Regions from separate parts of the Capra hircus genome. Here region 1 is linked to region 2. A link is a contact called in public Hi-C data. All regions are on one chromosome and are shown on one strand. The core of a region is the stretch at or near the end of the contact, and the rest is flanking DNA. Distances in the headings are between cores, read along the strand shown. Region 1 has its middle 34 kb from the start of FAM178B. Region 2 holds the start of SEMA4C (semaphorin-4C).

What was found. A called contact is a pair of places that touch in the nucleus more often than the background predicts.
Region 1: a contact with region 2 is called in a Hi-C map of blood, with 5 times the contacts expected there. The contact joins the enhancer-like site here to the promoter of SEMA4C in region 2. A contact is called at or near these places in 2 of 5 Hi-C or Micro-C datasets (both in blood).

What each region holds. Positions count from the first base shown.
Region 1 is chr11:2,829,663-2,835,944 of ARS1.2, forward strand. No RefSeq gene overlaps it. Among named protein-coding and RNA genes, the nearest start is that of FAM178B, 34 kb to the left of the region's middle. Within about 2 kb of position 1,704, at least 3 of the 5 cell types and tissues checked have an H3K27ac peak or open chromatin away from gene starts, as enhancers often do.
Region 2 is chr11:2,745,439-2,751,526 of ARS1.2, forward strand. It overlaps SEMA4C (semaphorin-4C), which reads right to left and starts at 3,155. Exons shown (of 15, transcript XM_018054872.1): 1 at 2,942-3,155; 2 at 840-988. The coding sequence starts at 948.

The sequences.
Region 1 (6,282 bases), core at 454-2,953, 83 kb after region 2:
CAGGCAAGAATACTGGAGTGGGTTGCCATTTCCTCTTCCAGGGGATCTTCCCGACCCGGGGATGGAACCCCGGTCTCCTGCATTGGCAGGTGGATTCTTCACCACTGCGCCACCGGGGAAGCCCTCAATGGACACCTGGGCCACCGCTGCCAGAATCGTCCTGTCCCTGCAGCTCAGCGTGCAGCCAGGCCTCAGCCGAGGTCTGCGAGAGAACGAGCGCTACTGCTGCTGCGGGAAGAGGAGCTCCAAGCGGCAAGAGAACCCGAACCTCGGAAGTGAGCGTCAGAGCCCACCCTAAGGCCTGCGGGGTGGTCCCCTGAGTGGCAGACATCAATGCCCTGCTCCTTCTTCCCTCCAGAGATAGAGATGTTGGGCAGGGTCTTCCCGAGAAGACGTCCCCAAGGCCAAGTGCACCCCTTGCATGGATCCGACTTCAGCTTTTGTTTCTCCTTTCTGAAGATGGAAAGCCTGACCCTTCCCGATGGTGTCCAGGCCCTGAGCAGAGCAGCGGGCGGGACCAGAAGGACAAGGCAGGCCACGGGAATTCCCCACTCGACCTTCACGCGAGATTGCTGAGCCCAGTTTACCGAGTGAGAGACGGAGACACAGAGCTGCTGTTAAATGACGGCCCACGTCACACAGTACTGGGTGGAGACGCAGGGCTGGGGGTCCTCTGCTGCCGCACCCCTCCCCCCACAGGCAACAGAGGCTGGGGAGAGACCAGGCGGGGCTCCCCTTCTCCCCACAGGCGACAGAGGCTGGGGGGAGACCAGGCGGGGCTCGTGCACTCCATGCTGTGCCAGGGTCACACAAGGACCCTCTGTGGCCAGCATCTCAGACCGGCTCTGTGTCTGTCGTGTGCTGTGCAGGCAGAGAAAAGCTGCAGGACAGGACAGGGAAGAATGGCCACTGTGTCCCCTGTGTCGCCCGGGGCCTAGGGGAGCGGCAGGGGGGGCAATGGGGAAGGACCCCAGTGGGAAGGAGAGAGAGCTGGAGGGCTGTTTCTGGAAGGCAGCCAGTCTGCCGAGGCTGAGGAGTCCCAAGAACGATCTGCCTCGCAATGCGGGTCTAATTTACAGCTGGGGTCTAGGCTCCAATTGGCAGGAATGAGACCAGCTAGAGCTTGGGACCTGCTGTCCCCAGCAGAGATGGTCCGGGGTGGGGATCAAGGCCTCATCCCCGTGCCCTGCATTCAGATCCCAGCAGCTGGTGCCTGGGCTTTCCCTGCTGGCTTCTCCTCACTGTCTTTCTCCATGTGAGGGTTCTGAGCCTAGGGCAGAAAGCATGTTCCGCCAAGGCAAAATGTTCTGGCAGTGACCAGAAAGGAAGGGGGCGGGGGGAAGACAGCAGCTGTTCTAGGCTTTTCCAGCTGAACCACAACTCCACAGCGAGCACCCCAGCTCCAGATCTACGAGGGCCTTCACACCTGCAAGGCCGCTGGACGAGGGCCCAGACCAGGAGCCTGGAGAACAGCCTGCACACAATGGGAGCACCTGTTGAGCGGGAATCACAGAGAGGCAACACCGTGCAAGGCACACGCGCTGGGGGGTCCCGGCGTGAGGCTACAGGCCGGTGCCTGCCCCTTCCTGACTCCATCACAAGTCTCCCTCCCTCCTCCAGCCTCAGCGAGGACCAACCCAGCAGCCCCACGGGCCGGAGGATGGGAGCCCCGCCCCGCCGGCCGGCGGCCCTCCCCCGGGTGCTGGGCCGGCTCGCTCCCGCCACCTAGCGGCAGTCGCGGTCCTCACCTGTAACAGCCACCGGAGCAGGGGCATGGGGCGGTCGCCCACGGGCAGGTAGACGCTGCTCAGGAGGCCCTGGCGCAGGAAGGTGAGCTGCCGGGCCGGCGAGGAGCTGCGGGGGCAGAAGGACAGAGCGGGGGGTCAGGGAGGCGACCCTCCTCCGTGACCCTCTCAGCGAGGCTGAGCGGGGGCGTCCGAGCTTTCCCGGGACTAGAAGCGGTCACCGCTCTGGACAAAGACGCTCAGGGCAGGCAGCTGCTAGAACAGAAAACAACCCACAGCGCCATTCAGAATCATCTGCTGTCCACGAACACGTCTCACAATGTCGTTCGCTTTTTTTTTTTTTTTTTTTTTGGCCGCGCCCTGCCAGGTTTGCAGCATCTTAGTCTCCCCGCCAGGGCTAGAACCCGGGTGCCTGGCAGGGGAAGCGCCAGGGAAATTCCCCTCTGAGTTTTACGCACAGGGCTGGGGAGCACAGTTTGTTTTTCCTGCTTGATGGAGCGGGAAACTGAGGTGCTCACCAGTTTTGAGAAGGGTCTGGGCTGTGATGAGAAGCGTGCCCGGGAGCCTCGCCTCTTAGCCCGGCTGCAGCCGGGGTAGAGGATTACCCGCTGTGGGGCCGGCGTCTGGGTCCGGTTACACAGAGCATGTCTGCCCCATCTTGTGTTTTTCCAAAACAAAGGGGACACCTGAGAAGACGGGAAAAGAACAGACGGGGCCCAGGGCGGGGAGATCTGGGGAAGGAAGTAACAGGGAGGCAGAGGGGTCTTGGGAGACCACGTGAACCGCGAGGGTCCTGACCGGGGGTGGCGGGTGGGGGGGGACCCCGTGCTTCTGGGGCCGTGATTTCAGGGCGGGCTGTCAGGCCTCACCCTCCTGCCCTGAGCTGCTGGCGTGGGGAGGAGCTCTGCTTTGAGCTCACTGTCACCCTGGGAGATCATCTGGACCCATGGGACCCCAGATCCCTGGACGAGGAGTCGGATTTCGTGTGATTTTCAGGCCTCTGGTGGAAGGTGCTGGACTTCACTCCCCTCCTGTACTCCTGGCATTCTGCGGAAGTTGGGTTTGGGGTTGGATCCTCCCTGGAGGACAGGGAAGACTGGCATTCTGAAGTCCATGGAGTCACAGAGTCCGACACGACCTAGCGACTGAATAACAACAACCTAATACTCTGAGTCTGGCGAATGCCTCTTTACTCTCTTTCTAGATAATGTCCTAAAAGCAATTAATAAGGATTCCAGATAAATGAAACCGTTAACTTCATGTCCATTCTTCTTTTTTTAACAACCAAATCCAGGCAAAGAACATTTCGGACGGCATTTAAAGTCATGACTCTAGATAGAAATTTCCTCGGTCGGCTCACCCTCCTCCTCCTCCTCCTTTTTAAAAAGGACATCATATTTTAATCTGCCAGGAACAGAATGCTCCAAAACAAAGATGCTCCTCCAAGCCAAGTTGCTGTCTCTTTGAGTATATCCAGGCAATTTACAAATTGTGTCGTCCCCCACCCCCCCCACCCCCCCCCCCCCACCCCGCCAAATCATTTAAGTTCAGAGGAGAAAGCAGCTTTGTTCCTGTGTCTGTGAAGCTGACCATTCTAAAACAGACCTTTATTTGTACATACAAACACGTGTGCACCCCAGGGCTGCTGGCACACGCCATTTCTGCCCCACATGCTCAGTCACACAGCCACTTCCAACTGCTGACCCGGCTATGCCTGTGTGGCTCATGCGCAGCCCCCCAAATGCAGACTACAGCCAAGCCAGCCGCGTCTGGAGGGCCTCACAGGTTGGCAGGGCCTGGCTGGGGGCCATGTGGAAGGAGGCCGGCGCTCCAGGGACTCCAAGACGACGCTGGCTCTGGCATTCTGCTCAGGGGGCACCCGCCAGCTTCTCTGTAGGGGAATGGATTCTACAAGCCCCTGTCGGCTCAAATCAACACATTTCCAACTGCTGCTCAGAGGGAGAGACGCCTCTTGGTTGACGACGTCTCCCTTCTGCTACACACTTGGCAGTGCAGTTTCTGCCAGAGGAAGGATCAGTCTGCCTCGGGGTTCACGGCTGCTGAGTTAGGCTTGGTGTGTAGGATCAGGGGTCAGAGACAGGCAGCAAAGGGCGTGGTTCAGCCATGCCTGCAAGCAAACAGCTGTCAAAGAATTCAGCTAGACGAGATGCGAGGAATCTCCTTGTGAGTGTGCTCAGTGAAAGGGCACTGCTGCCTTACCTTGGCTGGATCGCGAGCCCTGCCACCCTTCAGGGGAAGGATAGAGAGATGGCAGGAGGAACCTCCTGCTTGGTGGAAGGGCAGGGAGAGGCCTGGCAGGCACAGACCACCCTGATCCGAGGGAGGAGAACGGTCTGCAAGTGGGGAGGCCCCCGGGGGGAGAAGGTGAGCGGGTTACGGAATCCACTGAGGTTCAGTTCAGTTCAGTCGCTCAGTCGTGTCCGACTTTTTGTGACCCCATGAATTGCAGCACACCAGGCCTCCCTGTCCATCACCAACTCCTGAAGTTCACCCAAACTCATATCCATCGAGTCCGTGATGCCATCCAGCCATCTCATCCTCGGTCGTCCCCTTCTCCTCCTGCCTCCAATCCCTCCCAGCATAAGTCTTTTCCAATCAGTCAACTCTTCACATGAGGTGGCCAAAGTATTGAAGTTTCAGCTTCAGCATCAGTCCTCCCAATGAACACCCAGGACTGATCTCCTTCAGAATGGACTAGTTGAACCTCCTTGCAGTCCAAGGGACTCTCAAGAGTCTTCTCCAAAACCACAGTTCAAAAGCATCAATTCTTTGGCGCTCAGCTTTCTTCACAGTCCAACTCTCACTTCCATACATGACCACTGGAAAAACCATAGCCTTGACTAGATGGACCTTTGTTGGCAAAGTAATATCTCTGCTTTCGAATATGCTGTATAAGTTGGTCATAACTTTCCTTCCAAAGAGTAAGCGTCTTTTGATTTCATGGCTGCAATCACCATCTGCAGTGATTTTGGAGCCCCCCCAAAATAAAGTCTGACACTGTTTCCACTGTTTCCCCATCTATTTCCCATGAAGTGATGGGACCAGATGCCATAATCTTCGTTTTCTGAGTGTTGAGCTTTAAGCCAACTTTTTCACTCTCCTCTTTCACTTTCCTCAAGAGGCTTTTTAGTTCCTCTTCACTTTCTGTCATAAGGGTTAGATGTACAAAAAAATCCCTGGCAAACTGAGAATGCTGACACAGGATCCGAGCGGGCACCTGTGCCTGTGCCAAAGCCAACGCCAAGGTTGGAAGTTATCCTGAGAATGTCAGAATGCCATGGGGTGAGCAGGGAGGAGCAGAGCCTCCTCTTGGAGGCAGATGCTGCTCAGGCCCAGCTGGGCGTAAAGCCCCAGCTGCCAGCCCTGAAGATCCAGGGAGGGGAGGTCCCCGCTCCCACAAGGAGTGGCCATGGTCAGAATGTGCTATTCTCCAGCCCTGGGGGCAAGGACACAGGGCAATAGGAAAAGAAGGAAGGAAGACAGGGTGCGGGGTGGCGGGGGATCAGCAAGAAGGGGGAATCGCACAGAACAAAGACCCCAGCCTCAGTCAGCATGCTGGGCTCCTGGCGGAATTCTGATCTTCTGCTTGGACTGTGTGTTCCTGATAAGCCCCAACTCAGGATCTCCCAGCCCCCATCTCTGGTCTAGTTTACGGGCAGCAGTCCCAGGGGGCAAAGTCTCTAAATGCCTCGGGAATCCCAAGAAGACTCTTGAGAGTCCCTTGGACTGCAGAAGGATAAACACCGAGTGTCATTATTTACAGGGCATCAGTTTCTGCGCCTTTGCCAGGCCACTAAGATGAAAGCTTCAGTGAAACGCCGAGGGAGACCAGCCACCAGTAACGGTCCCAGTGCTCTTCTTTTTCTTTTGTTTAAAGATCAGCGAGCGGAGGGCTTCCCTGTGGTCCAATGGTTAACAGTCCACCTGCCAGTGCCGGGGACACAGGTTCACTCTCTGGTCCAGGAAGGTGCTGTGAGCCGCGGAGCAACTAAGCCGCGCGCCACAACTGCTGAACCCATGCGCCCTAGAGCTCCACGCTCCCCAGCAAGAGAACCACAGCAAACAGAAGCCTGAGCACCGCGACTGCAGAAAGCCTGAGTGCAGCAACGGAGACCCAGCACAGCCCCAAATACACAAAGCATCTTGTAAAAAAGATTTAAAAAAATCAGTGAGAGCCCCTCTGGTCCAAAGCCCAGGGATCCTAGCAACTGCCTGGAGGGCCACTCTCACTTGCTCTGGATTTGGGGCCAAGTCCAGGCAGCGGGGCGGCTGAATGCTGCCCCTGCTCTGGGACTGCTGGATTTATTTCACTCGGTCTTCCCCTGCCTGCCAGGAAGGAGGTCTTGGCAAAACGGGAGCTGGGGCCTGGGCCTCAGGGAGGTCTGATGTCTGAGCACCATTTACATCACTGAACTTGGACCCATGCCGCCCCAGCCTGCTGAGGCCATTGCCGAGGAAAGTCCCCACTGGTGCTTCCGGTGTCCTGAGAACAAACTGTAAACTGCAGGTGCACCCA
Region 2 (6,088 bases), core at 1,905-4,404:
AGAGATAGTGCTGCAGCCTGGGGCTGGGGAGACCTGTTGCCATCCGTTGAGCAGGGTGCCACGACATTCATGTAGCCACAGGATTCCCATGTCAACCCCCAAAATAGCTGCTGGACTGTCCTCAGGGTCCCCCTAAACCACCCTTAGTGTCTGGAGCCAACGATGGGCCCAGACACAGACCAGCAAGGGAGGGCTTCGCTAGCACAGAGGAGCCTGTGGGAGGTGAGCTCATCCCAGGTCCCCAGAGCACAGGGATGATACAAACACCTGACATCACCTCTGCATACAGGCGTGTGTGCACAGAAGGGCTGTCAGGCCACTGACCCCCTCCCCCACAGGAGCATGTGCACACGCACACACCCCACCCAGGGCCATCAGATGGCACGAGTATCAGGTCAGCAGAAGGAGAGAGTCTATCATATCAGGATCAGGGTTGCTAAGGGGGCTCCTGGGGGCACAGAGCTTGAAAATTTGGGAGTGGGTGGTAACACCCTTTGCTTCGTGCTTATCTTGGCTCAGGTTTCTCTCTTTAGGCTCTCAGTGCTAGGGATAATTCCAGAAGTGAGATGTGGGGAGAGAGGCACAGAACGATCACTCTTGGATAACAAGGCAGCCAGGTCCTAAGCATAAGGAGGGCCACCCCAGATCCTGGCCTGGACGACCAGTTCTGGGTTCCTAGAGCCACTCACTCACATTTCTTAGAAAGCTGTGTCACGTACATGAGAGCCTTGAGCCCAACTGCAGAATAAAGCCAGACGTTCCAGAAGGCAGTTCCTTAGCACCCCTCTTCCCCCAGCAGTCCCTCCTGGCCTTCTGCTCCCAAGCCTTCAGACACTCACCGCCAGAGGATACCGTCTTCCGGGGCACCAGGTTCCACCACACCTCAGCCCCAAGGCCCAGGCCCCACAGCTCCACTACCAGCAGCCAGACGGCCCAGTGTGGGGCCATGGCACACGCCCCGGCTCTGAGCTCCAGGCCAGCTGCCCTGCTGGGGGAAGAGAAAGGGTCAGAATCATAGCCAGAGAAAACAGACCGGAAGGGGGCCCGCACAAGCCGTGCCAGGAGGCACGGACAGGACAGAAGGTCTGATCAGGCCTGCCCAGGGCTCCCCCCGCCGCCCCAGCCCTGGGAGCCACCACCTCGTCCCCTCCCACACCTGGCCTCTTCCCCACAGCTTCCAAAGGACCATGGGGTCTCCCTGAGGGGACGGGGAGAGCTGAGTCAGCTGGAAGAGTGGACACTCAAAGATCCTCCGGCCCTCCCCCACTTTTCCTCTACAGGAAGTTGTTTAAGAAAATAAAGCGAGGACCCTCCTCCCCCACTGGGGCCTGACAGATTGGAAGGATTTCTTAAAATAACCTCTGCGATCAGGACCTGGCCCTACTGGGGCTCCAGCCAGCCCAAAGGGGATGAACCTGTAAGTGGGGCAGGCGGTAGGAAAAGCCCCCCAGAGAGGACTCGGTGCATCAGGCCTGCGGGGGTCGCGGTCCAGCCTCTCCCCTCCCCCAGCGCAGACAATAGCCGGGCAGAGCCCAAAACCCCGTTCCACATCACAGGGCTGAAGTGGGGCCGGGAGCTGGAGGGGCCCCATGCTTCCCGAGGCCCCTTTGTTGCCCAAGAAGGCAGGCAGGAAGTGGAATGGGATGGGCGTGGAAAATACCGGGGCTTCATCCTGTTCCACGCACAGCCTCCTAGGAGACACCAGCCCTCGGGCTGAGGGGTGCGGGACAGGTCTCTGGTCTCATCAGGGATCTTCCCTGCGGCGCTTTCAGGCGGGGGCGGGGGGAAGTAAGGACCTGGCGGGGAGCGTCGGGGGGTTCCTCCTGAACCGCGGGGGCGCCCGGAGCAGGGCCAGCGCCTGCTGCGCTCTCCCGGGGTCTGATGAGCCTTCCCAACTCAGGGATCGCGCCGGGACCCCGGCCGGGCAGGCCATCTGGATTAATGTCCACTGCTTCGGCCCTCCAGGGCACAGAGACACAGAAGCTGAAGATCTGTTCACCCCAAAGCAAAGGGTCCAGTTGGGACCCTGTCCTGGGTTCCCCGCGATTCTCCCCTCCCCCAGCTCCGGGGATTTGAATGCAAACAAAGCGGAGGCGCTGGGAGCGTGGCGGAGCCCGACCGACGGACGCCCCCTGTCGGCCCAGTTCCCCAGCGCGGGAAGGGCGGCGGGGGGTGGAAGGGGGGCGGGGATGCGTTCACCCCTCAACCCGTCCCCCCAACACACTCCCAGCCTTCTCTCGATTCCTTACCCCAGGCCCAGGCCGGACCCCGCAGCGCTCCGAGGCTCTGCCGGCACTACTCCTCCCAGGGCGGCGGAAACGGGCAGCCCCGGGGGTGGCGGTGTGTAGAGGGGTGCGGGTCCCGGCGGCGCGCCCCCCACCCTTGCCCACCCCGAGCGGCGGGCCGCGGACGGCGCCCCAGCAGCTGCAGGGCGAGCGCTCCAGGCGGGGACTGGGCGGCGCGGCTCTGGAGCCTGGCTTTCCAGGACAGCCCGCCTCCCCAGCGGAGCGGGCGCGCGGCCGGGGGCCGCGGCAGGGAAATCCGATCTCACAACATCGGCCTCCGTCCAAGCCCGCCCCAAACTTTCCGTCGGGGGTGGGGGAGCCGGGGGCAGTTCGGGGGCCTGGAAAAGATCGCGGGCGCGGACCGGACAGTACGAGGGACCCCCCCCGAACCCTGAGCCCCGTCCCCCCTGGCCAGTCCGTGCCTCCGGACGCTGGGGCTGCGGGCGCCACTAGCCCCGCTCCCGAGCCCCCGCGAAGCAGCCCGCGGGAGGCGCAGGGAGGCGCTCGGGCGGACAGCTGTCCTCGCCGCCGCCCCTCCCTGCGCCCCCAGACCCTGTCCCTCGCGCGTGTAGCGTCCCCTGCTCGAGTCTGGGGACAAAGCGGCGGCCCCGGAGAGCCCCTTGGCTCTGGCCCCGTGCAACCCCGGCCTCACTCACCTCTTCTTCGCTGCTCGAATCTCTGGGCGCCGCCCTCGCGTTCGGCTCCGACCACGGTCCGCCTCTGCCCGCGAGCCGCCGCCCGCCCGCCCGCCCGCGCGTGCCTGCCCGCCCTGCTCCGCTGCCCCTCTGCCACCGCCCCTCGGCCCGGCTCGGCTCGGCGCCCCTGGGCTCGGGCTCCCCGCGCCACCGCGGCGGGCGCCGGCTCTTTCTCCGCCGCTGCCGAGGCTCTCCGCCACCTCCCCCCTGACGTCAGGCGGGGTGGGGGATGTCGTCGGAGGCCGGGGGCGTGACGCGAAGGCCCGCCCCGGAGGGGGCTGCGACCCGCACGCCTCCCTGCTCCCTGCCTGGGGGCTCGGACCCCCGCCCTTCCCGGTGCCAGGCCGCCCCGCGGCCCCCGGCAGAGATCTGCGCCACCGCGCCGGGAGGTGGGGCGGGGGAGGGACATCGGGCCCTAGCAAGGCGGGTATCGGACTCACCCGGTTTTTCCGAAGTGTCCCCCTAAGCCAACCGTGCGAGCTGAGCAGCCCGGCTCGGGAAGGGATCTAAGAGGCTCCCCACGCTATGGTTACTGGAACGGAGGCGGGCGGGCCACCTCCTGGAGAGTATCCCAGGCTTCTCTTTGGGGCGCACCAGTGGTCTTTTGGCCCCCCGATTCTGTTTCCTTTCTTCAACTCCCACTGAGCCCTGCGATCAGACCTGAACGGACTTCACCAGCCAGGAAGACGGACACCCCACCCCCACCCCCACCCCCCACCCCCGCCTCAAATCTCCGGAGACCTTATGCCTCTTGTTTCTCAGGCTCCAGAAGGGACCCGCTCAGCGACCCCTCGTCCTGATCCGGGTGAAACCACCCTCGACTCCAGTTGTGCTGAGCGTACCCTCAGGAAATGACTCCTCCTGGTGCCGCTAGAAGGCTGAAGAGCAAGTGACCTGAGCCCTGATGTTCAGATGAAAGGGGCTGAGGGGAGCCTCCGCCCACAGCCGCTCCTAGAAGTACCTTGTAGCTCTGGCCTCCTGGGCTGTGCTGGGCTGTCCTCCTTGCCAGCTAGTTAGTCCTCTGAGCTGGGGGGTGAACAGCAGAACCCCAGGGAGGCTACCCCACTGGGACCTGGAGACAGATGCCACCTCCTAGCTAGGGACAAAGGGCAGAGGTGAAGAGACTGGTGGCCCAGTGGCTTGAGTGCTAACTTTAAGCATGGTGCAGCCCTGGAGGGGAGGGACCCTTTAGGGCCTTGTCAGCAGATCTGGATTATAAATCAGTCCCGACAGGAGCTTTTGTTCTGGGTTAAAACTTGGCATCAGAAAAAGTAGAGACCAGAAGAGTAGTGGAGATAATTGGGAAAAGCAGTCCAGTTTGGATTCAGTAACAATTGGGTCTTTGCTGGTATACATAAAGGCCCCTTCTCCTGCACTGGCCACAGCATTTCCCAGCTCCTTTGCACCAGAAAAAGAAAAAAAAAAAAAAAAAGCTGAGGCCTTGGAGATACTGGAGATAGAGGGTGAGCCAGTGAATCAGCAGGGGTGGGCAGGGAAGGCTCTGTTCCAGTTGACAGGGCGGGAGATGATGTGCGACCCCCTTGTCCCAGTTAGACCTTGCTTCCTTAAGGGCAGGTAAATCCATAGGCGGGTACCCTCATATTTGGGTCTGTGCTTTAGACTTTGCAACCTGCCTTCACTCTGCCCTCATGACCACCCTTTACAAAGTAGGCATTGCTTCTCTCATTTTATAGATCAGATGAGTGGCAGGAAGGCATAACCTGCCCAAAGTCACACTGATAACTAGCAAGGTCAGAATGTTAAATCAGGCTTTAAGACTCCTGATCCCATCTTTCCACTAAGTTATGGGATATCCCAACGTTTAGGCCACAGACACTTCGTTTTCTGCTGTCTTTTCTCACCTCTAGGTGTGAGGGTTACCAGGCCAAGACCTGAGCTCCTGGCCCCACCTGCAAGACTGGCCCCAGCGGAAAGTCTCTGAAGGGTTTGGTTTCACTGGCAGGGATGTCTTCTGTAGCTCGAGGCGGGCTTCTTGGTTCCTCATCACACAGCTCTTCCCTCTCCAATGCTCCTCGCCTGCTCCCCTTGCTCCCTTGCTCATTTCCTGCTGGATTCTGTTCCTTTCCAGTGCTCGCCTTTTCCGTGGGTGGGTGGGCAGGGGGTAAAGTTTCCTGCGTGCCTGTTTGCTCGTGATTCATACTTTAAAATGAGGGCTTCCCTGGTGGCTCAGATGGTACAGAGTCCGCCTGCCAATGCAGGAGATACGGGTTGGATCTCTGGATCAGGAAGATCCCCTGGAGGAGGGCATGGCAACCCACTCCAGTATTCTTGCCTGGGAAATCCGATGGACAGAGGCGGCTGGCGGGGCTACAGTCCATGGGGTCGTGCAGAGTCGGACTGAAGTGCAAAGTTGTACTTCAGTGCAACTGAAGTGACTGACCACACTCATATGGAAGGGGCCCAGCGTTCACACCTTAGGCCTTCACAGACACAGACCCTCTTACTTACCCCATTTGTTTAACTGCTTGTGGCCAAGAAAAGGCAGATGGACTAAATGCCTCACCACCTGCCCCCCCCACCCCAGCCGCCAGGTTCCCTAAGGACCCACTGGCAGCTCATGCTGGCCCTAGAGACAGATCTGGGAGTCTTATCTAGATAGCTAGGGGCCCCTTGTCCCCATGTTTTGGTTACCCGCCATGGTGCCCCTTCCTTTTAACTCCAGCTCACCAGAGGCTGCCTTTTGCCAGGAGCAGGGCCCAGGGTTCACAGTGGGGTTCTCTAGTCCACACTGCTTGGCCAACTTCCAAGGCAGTCAGGAGCTGTCGTCAACCCACAGGGGGGAAATGAAACAGCCTGGGTCAGCCTCCCTTCAGGGATCTGGGGGCCTGGGGACCGAGGTGAGTGGGGACAGAGGAAAAGGACTTCCTCCCTCCACTTCCTCCTGAAGGAGGGTTATCAAAGCCGTCCACCTGGGAAGCCCTTCCCTTCCACCATCACCGAAGGAAGCAGGAAAGCATCCGTCATCACAGCCCCGGATGCTGCGTTTCCAGTGGCCTCCATCAGGATATCCCCCAGCCTTTTCCCAGGCGCTCAGGGATCTGGAAAGGGTGAGTGGTGAAGTAGCCAGCATCACTGTGAATTTCTGGC